4 separate regions of the Mus musculus genome follow, and regions 1, 2 and 4 are each linked to region 3. Evidence: chromatin contacts called from public ChIA-PET and promoter capture Hi-C data. All regions are on one chromosome and are shown on one strand. The core of a region is the stretch at or near the end of the contact, and the rest is flanking DNA. Distances in the headings are between cores, read along the strand shown. Region 1 holds the start of Atf6 (activating transcription factor 6). Region 2 holds the start of Vangl2 (VANGL planar cell polarity 2). Region 3 holds the start of Arhgap30 (Rho GTPase activating protein 30). Region 4 holds the start of Slamf6 (SLAM family member 6).

Region 1 (2,700 bases), core at 1-2,500, 520 kb before region 3:
TGAACATAACATAAATAACACATGTAGTGTGCTTAGCAAAATAAAGTCCTAAACAAGTGACTGCTGTTACTATAACAAAAGCATTTAGCTGGGGAAATGAACTGGAGAATGAACATTTAAAGGTTTTTTTTTTCCAGAAAGTTGTCAAAATCGGCCCAAAGATTAAAATAAACCTTTTATAGATTGTAATTGTAGAGAGCATCTGCCACTGTTAAATTAAACTAGGATTCCAACACTTCCTAGTTGAGGGCCCACTCATGTTATAGTGGAATGTTAGTCCATGAAAAAAAAGTGTCCCCAAAACTGAAGGACAATGTAGTCTCACTACAGGATCCATTGAGCCACCTACAGAACTCCATTCACATATTAACACACATAATCCTGTTAACATTCTGTCTTGAAATCGAGAAGGGACTATCAGCTTTCTCTAAGGATTTGGATGCCAAAGCTTGTTCCTTGTCATTCTCTGGTCCATCCTTCCTGAACACTAAAAATAGACTTAACAAGAGATTTCAGAGCTGTGTTTGGACAGCAGTCAGGATTACATCAGTTTGTGTTAGATCTAGTAATCAGGGACACGAGGTCAGGTGCTTGGGAGAGTTTCTTCTTTGCCAATTTGGATCTATGTCTTAAACCAACAGTTCAAGCTGGGAGCCAAGGATTTTCTTCTGTATTTTAACCAAGTTTTCTCAACATATCTCGTACACGTTCAGTGCGCGCGCGCGCACACACACACACACACACACACTCACACACACACATACACACACACACACTCAGCGCTCCCCAGCCACACGCCCACAGTCTGAGAAAATAGCTTGGAGCCTTTGGGGCAGCTACAATCATCATCCTACTAAGTTCTGGTCCCTCACGATCACCTGGAATTTCCACCAGGAACACACGCTGAAAAACTACAGCAATTTCAATTAGAACATCATTCCATTATTGCTACGGCCAGGACAGAAGCCCAGAGGCTCTGCCAGCCTCTTCTACGACCCTCAACCCGTGGCCTCGCTCCCCGGACACGGGTCGTCCACACCTGTCACCGCCACCGGGCGGAAATCGGGAGGAGAAAAAAACCCGCAGACGCGGCCCGACCTAGCTCGGGTACATTCGCAGATCCACTCACCCCAGTCTTCATCTGGTCCATGAGGAAGAACCGGACTAAAAGGCGACTCCATGGCGCCGGCAACACAAGCCGGCTTCCCCGAAACAGACACCTCTCCCTCACAACTCGGATGGGTGAGTAACCTGAAACGGCGGCGGCCGGAGGACAAAATAAGCTGAACGCTGACACGGACGGTGGCCGGGCGGAGGCAAACTATCTCACCGCACGCGGGAACTGGGATCCAAAGCTAAGGAGACGTCAGCAGATAAGCAAACTCAATAGACTTGTGAGTAAATATTTCCCTACGAGGATTTCAGCACTTTCTGTCCCGCTGTGGGGTTTTGTGGTTGTTCTTTTTTGTTTCTCTCTCCCTCTCTCTCTTTTTTTTTTTAAATTGAGCGAAGAGCACGCAGATTTTACCGCTTTGTTAAAATTCGCTGATAGTACTAAAACTGAAAAGTCTCCTGATCATAGTGGCTTGTTCTTTGTGCTTAATACTACGATATAGACATCTCAGAACGAAATTAGAAATTGACAGTAAACCTGATTCTGTATTTATAAATGCTTTTCAATCGCTGTAAAAATTTTCCACGTACACGGTAAATAAAGAAAAATACAAATTTCCGACATGTGTTAGAACCACTCCTTTACTGGGACAGAATCCGAGGTAAACTTTCTCACAAATAATACTTGTAGAAAACCCACCTTCAAACAAATTTAAACAAAGAAAATATATAAGATAAATTCTCCATGTCCGCACTTACCTCCTAAAGAAGAGTTTCTAAAACTCGCAATAAGCTGTCAATCTCTTATTACTAAAATCCAAAATTCTAAATATTTTTAGAGAAGAATCATGCATCACGGATTCCAACTGGAAAATGTGAGCAATTTGAAACAACAGTTTCGAGAACCTACTTAGTGTTGTTTACTTTTCGGTTTTACTCGATTTCAGTAGCCAGGGACTGCATTCAAACCCAGACGGTGAATGAACACGGATCCCTCTAGGACCGAGAGGAACTTTTCCCATGGTTACAAACAAACATAAATGCTTCCCAGAATCCTCCGAGCTCCTCGTGGCTGCGGTTACTACCGATTGCGATTGCGGAATGCAACAAGGTGAGAGGAAAGCCAGGTCAGAATTCGTGAAGTCCGGCTGGGACCACACCCGCATACACACGTGCAATGCACCGCCCGCGCGCACATACATACATATATACATACACACACATACATACACACATACATACACACATGCATGTGCAATACGCAGCACGCGCGTGCACATACATGCATACATACACGAACACACGCACACTCGCGATTCTGAAGTCCCCCTACGACAAATGACATTCCTTTCGTCGTTGGAATTATATATATATAAATTTTAAAAAAAAAATTTTTTTTTCGAGACAGGATTTCTCTGTGTAGCCCTGGCTGTCCTGGAACTCTGTAGCCTCAGAAATCCGCCTGCCTCTGCCTCCCGAGTGCTGAGATTAAAGGCGTGTACCACCACCGCCCAGCCTTTAGTCCATTTTTTATATTTACTTTTACCATGTTTAAACCTGTTTGTAAATATATATGTTGAGTGTTGG
Region 2 (2,700 bases), core at 40-2,539, 640 kb after region 3:
ATAAGCCCCTCTCTCAGCACATACACACACAGACACACACCCCTTCCCTTGAGTATACACACAAATACATACCCAAATACACAGCAGATGTGTGTGGTCAGCTCTCTCTCTCTCTCTCTCTCTCTCACACACACACAGAGAGAGAGAGAGAGAGAGAGAGAGAGAGAGAGAGAGAGAGAGAGAGAGAAACATCTACACATCCAAACCCAGGGCCCACCTGCAGGAACACGCAGTACGTCAAAGCGTATATGCACACACACACACACACACACACACACACACACACACACATACACACACAAAACAAAGAATCATGCATACTGATCCCCCAACCAACCCTTTAAAACTCACTAATGCAGTGCTTAGGACCTTCGATGAGTAAATAGGACAAGGGACAAATATGATGTCGTTGGTTCCCCACACACACCCCAACACACATTCACCAGTATCGCCGCAAGTCCCATCCTTGGGCTACACACACACACTGCTGTGCGGGGCCATCTCTCAAGGATCCACTCTACCCCCTAAACACATACCTGCCCCTTCCTCCCCACACTCCAAAGGTGTGTATGCATCCCTACATACCTTCAGCTTCCAATACCTCCAGCCTCCGATCCTTCCACGGCCTCTCCCACCACCTCCAACACACGCTACCCAATCCCCGGCTTCAATGGGTTCCCTTGGGATCGTTCAGGCGCCCGCCCTGGGCCCCCCGGCCCAGGAAAGTCCCCGGCTCTTAAGGCCTGGGCTCCGCCCCTTCCCCATACGCCCCTTCCCCTCCCCAAAGTTGGGGTTACTCCGCTGTGCAGTGGAGGACAGACCGGAAGGGGGTGCCTCAAGCCCCCCTTCCCCCAGAAGCCATCCTGCTTTCTCCAGGGCCGGGCGCTCCCTGGTCTTTTGCATGGTTTCCTTCTTTTTTCTGTTGCTTTCTTTCTTTCTTTCCTTTTTTTTTTCCGCAAACTTTGCCCGCGCCCCCGCGGCCCGCCACTCACCCGCCACTGCGAACAGCCCGGTGGACTGGGCGCACGCCCCACTCCGCTCCGCGCCTTTGTATCCGCAGCGCACCCGGTCTTTCCGAACTCCGCGCTCCAGAACCGGCAGCGCGGGCGATGGGGGTTGACGAGGGGGGCTCCTGAGGTCGCTCACCCCGGCTCCGTCCCAGACCACTCGCCTGTTTCCCCCTCGAGGCCCCGGGGGCAGGGGGCCGGAGGGGACTGCAGGGCACTCAGGCTCCCATGGCGGGACCCAGAACCAAGCAATCGGGGATCAGGAATCAGATCTGGAGCCGGCGGCGGAGGGGGAGGGGACCAGAGGGGGAGGGGACCAGAAGGGGGCAGGGGGCGGGGAGAGAGCTCCCAGGTGCCGCCTCCCGGCTGTTCCCGCAGCCGCCGCCCCTCCCGCTGCTGCGTCCATTGTCTGCGGCCCGGCTCTTCCCCGAGTCGCGGCACCCCCAGCCCTGCGCCTGGCCATGCCCTGCGCCCTCTGGATCCTGGGAATCCGCTCCTGGCTTCCAGACCTGGCCAGGAAGGTGTGCTCGAAGCTGCCTCGGCTCTTGGCTTTGGTCCAGCCCGCAGCCCCTCTTGGAGCTGTCTTCTTCGACCCCCGATTGAAAACCTTTCCCCTAGGCCCTGATGTTGGCCATATTCTCTTCTTTAGAACCACAAACCTGGTCTCACAAACTCCAGTGGAATCTGAGACGTGGGGAAGATTGGTCCCCTCCGGCCTAGAACTGCGAAAAGGGTCATCCCTGATATTAATTAGTGACAAGAGACAGGCCCCTCTCCCATGTATACGGTATTTCCCTGACACCATACCCCTCCTTCTTCCAAAAATAATTTAATTACTCGGTGTTCTAGCTGTGAGCGAAGACCGCCTAGTCAGACTGGGACGCTCACTCATTAACACGTTTTCCTCCCCTCTGGTTTGAGTGTTGGGATTAATTACAAAGGGAATCCTGCCCTAGGGGAGAGGGGGAGGGGGAGAAGACGAGGGCCCGCGACTTGGGGCACCAGAGGAGAGGGGGGCCTTCTCCCAGGAAGCCTAGAGAGAGAGGAAAAAAAAAAAAAAACCCGGGTGGATGCGGAACTCCAAAACTTTTGGCTAATTTAGCTTTGCAGGTAGGACCCAGGGAATGTAGGCTAGAATAAAATATCTGGCACATTTAGGGCATTTCCAGTTCAGAGCACACTAAGAAACAAACCAGTTAGAGTTGCTAAAGTGCCTAGGAACCCAACAGGGACGAGCCCACCATAAAGTAGCTGTGGGAAGGCCAGGTTGCCCTCGGAGTGAATGAAAGCAAAAGTATTATTACATTATTACATTGCTGCTAGTACTATTTACCTTGTAACCTGCCACTTACCTAGAACAGTGCCGCTTCAAAAGCATCTTCGAACACGTTTCCACACCCCCACCATCTCCACCTTCCAATTCTGATACCTGCCCCTCCCAACCCTGTGATTAAGAAATCCCAGAGAAGGCGACTCCCAGTCTCTGTTCCTTTCTCTAATGGAGTCTTCCCTAAAACTCAGGCACATCTCTGTTATACATTCGAACCAGTCCCCAAATGAGGACAGATTGTCTTTGTCCGCATATGGCTGTTCAAAGGTGAAGAAGCTAAACAAACGCTGCTTCCCTTCAGCTCTGCCCAAACCCTTGTTTCTCTCCAGCCACTGTTCCCGCATATTAGCAAAGAACTTAGCG
Region 3 (2,700 bases), core at 134-2,633:
CTTTACTGGGCTTGTTTAAGCCAGGCCAGGCCACATAGGCATTCAACCAAACTGTCTAGCAGACCACGGCAGGGATTAGTGCCTGTGGTTCTGGAAAGTTCTCTTCCTAGGATGCCTTCACCCACAGAGGTTCTGGGGAGGGGGCTGACAGCTGGAGGAGTCTGGAACCTGGGGTATGAGGTCTGAACACTGGATAAGAGACTAGGGATGGGGGGGCTTGGCTCCCATGGCCCCTCGAATCTTGTCCTCGCTGTGTCTACAGTGGTTTGTACCTTCACGGCGTTGGGACTTGTTGTCAAGGACTCCTGGTTCAGTTGTGTTGAGGGCAGAGGGTAGGTCGCGGGGAAGGTGGAAGTTCAGGTGAAGAGAAAGGGGTGTTGTGGGTGAGGGTGAGAACAGGCCCTTCCCCAGGGGTTTCTGAGTCATTAATCCGGGGCTCTCTGGCACTTTGTATGTGTGGAGCCTGGGGTAAGATGTTTGTTTTTCTTTAGCCTGCCCAAACTTACGCAGTCAGAATACTGGGATTTAGTATCCAACCCTTGTGTGGCCTGAAATCTGCTGGTCTAAAGGAGAAACTCTCATTTCATTCCCAAGCAGCCCAGGACTTATGGACCCCAAGGATCTGGGGTCTTAGTATGTATATTTCATGTAAATATATGTATATTTGTACATAAAATGATATTCTGTTTTTAAATAAACAGATAAAACCTTTTTTTGTCTGATTCCTGTCTTGCCCCTTGAACTGGGTAAGTCACAAGTGCTATGGACTGAGTCTCTATGTGATTCCCTCCCAGGGAAAGGGCCCAGATACAGCTAAGAAAGGAGCAAGTGGCTTTCAAAAGACATTGTAACCATTTCTGAGAGCCCTCAGGTAGGGCCGTGTGGACATAACCTCCTTTTGGGGAAGCCAGTGCCTTAGTTTCTAAAGTGGTTCTAATCTGACTGTACTGGAAACTTCCAGCAGCTGTGTGGGGTGGTCAGCCGTGTACCCTTTGACAGACAAAGAAACTGAAACTCAAAGTCACCTGGTCTGTGTCCTCATTTTCAAATGTACAGCGACTGGAGGCTCAGTGAAGTAATGTGACCTGACCAAGATGGCAGGGTCATCAAAGAATCCCCCACCCTGGGTATGTTCTTCGTGGTCCTTTCCTGCCGTGCTCACAGGCAAAGCCTCGGGTCTCTGTCCCACCTAGAGATTTCGGTCTCTAGAAATGGCAGCCACCTGCTCACACCCCAGGCACCCTTACTCCACCCCGAGATTCTGACATCACCTTCTGCTGTGACCAATGAATGGAGTCCCAGCAATGATGAGGATGTGAATGCCAGCTACCTCCCCCACCCGAGGCCTGTGGTTGCAAAGATGCTCTAACAGGAAGCGGGTTTGAGGAGCTGCACAGCTTCCTGCTCCCCCTCGAGCTGCACAGGACGAGAAGGGCTAGCGCTCAGCTTGGCCACGAGACACAGCTTCATGCCAGGGTTCTGGTAGCTTCCTCTTCCATATCTACTTCCGTGTGGCCCCAGGGGCCCCCCAGAGGCAAGCGCTGCTGTCCCTTGCCCAGGCCACCCTCCACCTCCAGTTTGGAGCCCTGCCCCCCCTGGGGCTGGGCCAAGCCCAACTACTGACTGGGATTCCATGGGGGACTGGTAGGTCAAAGGTCTTGGGGGACAGAGATCCCGGGGGGCCCTGGTCATGAAGTCTCGGCAGAAAGGAAAGAAGAAGGGCAGCTCTAAGGAACGGGTGTTTGGGTGTGACCTACGTGAGCATCTACAGCACTCGGGCCAGGAAGGTAAGGAGGTCAATTGGAACGGGGCAGCTGGGTGGCTGGATTGCCATGCAGACGCCAACCTTGTCTTCTCCGTTGGGCAGAATGAGCTCTTAGGGAACGGGCAGTGGCCCAGGATCACCACACCTGAGATCTAGGCAAAGGCAAGACAGGAAATGTGGCTCAGAGAAGAAGATGGAGAGGTGCCCTTCTGCGGTAGTTAGGGACCGGGTAGCTGAGAACTCGAGGATGGGAATGCCGAGGGAATGTGTCCCGGGGTGGGGTGGGGGATGAGATTTGGAAAATCTGGAGAGGTGGATGAATCAGATGAGAGAATGGAGACTGGGGACAGGGTGGAGGGAATGGAGGTCGGATGCCAGAAGAATGGCTGAAGGGATAGTTGGTGGAACACTAAGTGGAGATACAGGTAAGAAAGGGCCCAGCGAGTCTGAGGATAGAACTTGCGGAGGGGAGAGGAAGGCATTCTAACTGGAGAACAGCACCAAGGGACAAGGACCTAGCCCTTCTGCACCTTTGCTGGGCCACAGGAGTGGGGGCAGCAGGGAGGAGTGACACTCTTCTTTAAATTGCTTGCAAAGAAGAAACCCGTTGATGGTAGACTGCACCGGGAATGCGGGAAAAGTGAACCAGACTGCTTCAGCCCTGGTTTGAAGTGGGGAGTGGAAACTACAATAAAGAGGGGTGTGCACCCAGTCTGGAGCTCCCTCTGCAGTGGGCCTGGGAGCTCATCACTGTGTAGGACATGCAGTCACCACTCAGAACCAGGCCTTAATTTGTTCTGAAATTGATCAGTGCCGACCCGACTACACTGCCCAGCTTGTTTTCAGCACGCAGAGCAACTTAACAAAAAAAGGGGGCACAATTCTGCCCCCCTCCACTCCACCCCACCCCAATCTGTCATTTCCTCTTTGTCCCC
Region 4 (2,700 bases), core at 38-2,537, 530 kb after region 3:
TAGGACTGAGAACAAAACAAAGAAACAGCCCTCACAAGTCCGGATTAGTTCTTTGAGGTTACTGACAGGTGCACGGATGAGGGGTTATCTGTAGGCGTGGGGGTGGTTCAAAGGCATTTGCATACCTGACAGCCCACTCTCAGAGCACCATCAATGACCTAATACTTTTCTACTTGGACCTTCTCAAAGTTGCCACCACATCTGCATCAACATACTGGAGACCAAGCCTCCAGCATCCGAATCTTCCGAGGTCAGAACCACAGGGATTGGGGCAAAAAAAAATAACAACTGAGCCACATTATAAACGAGTAAGATCTGACAAGCATTACAGAAGATGGCACAGACAAGGTGAACATTTTCTCAAGTGCGTAGAGAGGACACGATTTAAGTCTCTCTAAAAATTTCTAAGTTAAAATCATTCAAGGTATTTCCTTTCTTTTTCAAGGTATTCTTCTCTCATATATATTACATCCCTGACAGCAGTTTCCCTCTCTCCTCCCTCCCAGTCTTTCCCCTCCCCCCTTACTTCCCCCAACACCTCCCTCAGCCCCCTCCATCCAGTTCTCTTCCTTTTCGCTCCAGAAAAGAGCAAGTCTCTCAGGGATATCAACCAAACAAGGCATATCCAGTTGCAATAAAACTAGGTACCTCCCCTCATAAGGACTAGGCAACCCAATAGGAGGAAGAGTCCCAAAATCAGGCAAGAGTCAGAGACAGCCCCCTATCCCACTGTTGGAAGTCCTACTAGAAGACCAAGCTACATAATCATTATATATATAATATATATATATATATATATATATATATATAGCACCTAGGTTAGAACCATGCAGGGTCCCTAGTTGCCACTTCAGTCTCTGTGAGCGCCCCATGAACCCAGGCTAATTGATTCTGTAGGTTTTCTTGAGGTGTCCTTGACCCCTTTGTCTCCAACAATCCTTCCTCCACCTCTTCTGCAAGATTCCCCAAGCTCCACAGGATGTTTGACTCTGGATCTCTGCATCTGTTTCCATCAGTTGCTGGGTGAAGCCTCTCTGATGACAACTGGGCTAGGCTCCTGCCTCAAGTATAGCAGATTTGTTTTGCTATGGTTGGTTTGTTTGTTTGTTTGTTTGTTTGTTTGTTTGTTGTGTCTCTGGGCTATCCAGCCTCTGCTTCATGGCTCTCCACACAGTATCAGGAGTGGGCTCCCCGTCCTGGCATAGGTCTTAAGATGGACCAGTCACTGATTGGCCACTCCCACAATTTCTGTGTCACCTTTACCCCAGCACATCTTGCTGGCAAGACAAATCATAAGTAGAAGGTTTTTGTGGCTGGGTTGGTGTCCCAGTCCCTCCACCAGAAGTCTTGCCTGGTTACAGAAGATGGCCCGTTCAAGTTCCACGTTCCCTACTGCTAAGAGTCTTAGCTTACAAAAGATATTCTTGTAAGCCAAGTGTGAAGTTAATCACGACAACCAAAGGTTTGCTAACATAGAGGAAGAGCTCTCATCAATAGGGGAACAGAAAGTCTCAGCGACAAGCTTATGAAAGAATGGCTGTCTCAAGGGCTCCAGCACCCGACTCCGCCTGTCAGAGGATGGTCTGGCTCTTTCCACTTGTCTTCTGCCTCGGCTCAGGTAAAAAACGTCTGTGGAAACTGATTGAGTCACTGAGTGAGTTCCTTCTTTGGAATGCCTTGCTCCTCTTGGTCAGGTTGACTGCCCAGTTCTCTATTCAGAGACTTAGAAAGCTCACCGTGGTCCTAGCGAACTGCTTCCCGCAGACTGCCACGGGACTGATTCAGAGCAAACACTTCGGCTGGGGGCCAAGGGGAAGGGAAGTGTTTTCTGAGATATGGAAAATGAGTCTTTGTAAGTCAGGACTGTTCGTGACCAGCGTATTGTGGTACAAAAATAAGTTTAAGCGGGAAAAAGATCTACAATTTAACTACTGTGATACTGTGCGACTTCAGGGGGCTTCATTATCTTTCCCGAGCTTCACTCTTCGCTCAGATACTGAAAACCCACCAACGCTTTCACACTGCAATTAGGAAGGGATTGACTGAGCCTGCTTCTTCTCCCTGCTATCTGGAAAGCTCTCACTGTCTTTAAGAACTCAGAGGGTGCCTATCTGGACTGAAGCGTAGTGTTCTAAAACAGGAGATCAAGCAATGGCTACTAACACAGACCTAGCCCCGAGAGAATTCATTGAAGAAAAAAAAAAAGAACCAATAGGTAGCCTAGCATTTATTTTATTCCAGAAAATGAGCTAATTATTAAACATGCATTACATTTAGATGTCCATAACGTGTTTGTGAATTTATTCTATTAATAGCTACAAGTAACTTAGACTATGGCAATTTAAATAACTTTTGAAAATTCTATTAGTCATCAGGTAGCTGAAAAAAACCAATAAAAATAAAAACAAATCACTTGACTAAAACTTTCAGTAACAAACACCTGTGTGCATGCACACACACAAACCAAGACATACTGCAGATATAGAGCTATCTAGACAAATTGACAACAGAAAGAAAAAGAAAGCAAGGTTCATTAAGTCATTTGATAAACCATTCACTAAATGACCACTGAATGCACGGCACTGTGGGCGTTTCAGGAACTAAGTCAACACAATTTCTGTTCTGCGGAATTAACGTCTTGGCAGGGAAGATAAACTATAAACAGGTAAAATGTGCACTGGCTTAGGACAAATAATCTTG

The links. Promoter capture Hi-C pulls out the DNA fragments that hold promoters and counts their contacts. ChIA-PET counts read pairs in DNA pulled down with a chosen protein or histone mark.
Region 1: a promoter capture Hi-C map of hematopoietic stem and progenitor cells shows a contact between it and region 3. The contact joins the promoter of Atf6 here to the promoter of Arhgap30 in region 3. A contact is called at or near these places in 10 of 39 promoter capture datasets (the C10 cell line, the HPC-7 cell line, cranial neural crest and 5 more), 1 of 484 Hi-C or Micro-C datasets (B cells) and 2 of 115 datasets of contacts at active chromatin or transcription factors (the SCID.adh cell line and memory CD8 T cells).
Region 2: a promoter capture Hi-C map of pre-B cells shows a contact between it and region 3, with 5 times the contacts expected there. The contact joins the promoter of Vangl2 here to the promoter of Arhgap30 in region 3. A contact is called at or near these places in 3 of 39 promoter capture datasets (hippocampal neurons, liver and pre-B cells) and 1 of 115 datasets of contacts at active chromatin or transcription factors (forebrain).
Region 4: a contact with region 3 is called in an RNA polymerase II ChIA-PET map of memory CD8 T cells, with 87 read pairs. The contact joins the promoter of Slamf6 here to the promoter of Arhgap30 in region 3. A contact is called at or near these places in 2 of 39 promoter capture datasets (hippocampal neurons and pre-B cells) and 1 of 115 datasets of contacts at active chromatin or transcription factors (memory CD8 T cells).

Annotation. Positions count from the first base shown.
Region 1 is chr1:170,866,521-170,869,220 of GRCm38.p6, forward strand. Atf6 (activating transcription factor 6) reads right to left here and starts at 1,251. Exons shown (of 16, transcript NM_001081304.1): 1 at 1,130-1,251. The coding sequence starts at 1,181. Gm9929 (a long non-coding RNA gene) reads left to right here and starts at 1,310. Exons shown (of 2, transcript XR_003948181.1): 1 at 1,310-1,394; 2 at 2,061-2,700.
Region 2 is chr1:172,026,006-172,028,705 of GRCm38.p6, forward strand. Vangl2 (VANGL planar cell polarity 2) reads right to left here and starts at 1,290. Exons shown (of 8, transcript NM_033509.4): 1 at 993-1,290.
Region 3 is chr1:171,387,577-171,390,276 of GRCm38.p6, forward strand. It overlaps Arhgap30 (Rho GTPase activating protein 30), which reads left to right and starts at 1,384. Exons shown (of 12, transcript NM_001005508.2): 1 at 1,384-1,787. The coding sequence starts at 1,691. It overlaps Nectin4 (nectin cell adhesion molecule 4), which reads left to right. Exons shown (of 9, transcript NM_027893.3): 9 at 1-711.
Region 4 is chr1:171,916,175-171,918,874 of GRCm38.p6, forward strand. It overlaps Slamf6 (SLAM family member 6), which reads left to right and starts at 1,288. Exons shown (of 9, transcript NM_001347186.1): 1 at 1,288-1,618. The coding sequence starts at 1,534. All of the region lies in intron 1 of Gm37065 (predicted gene, 37065), which reads right to left.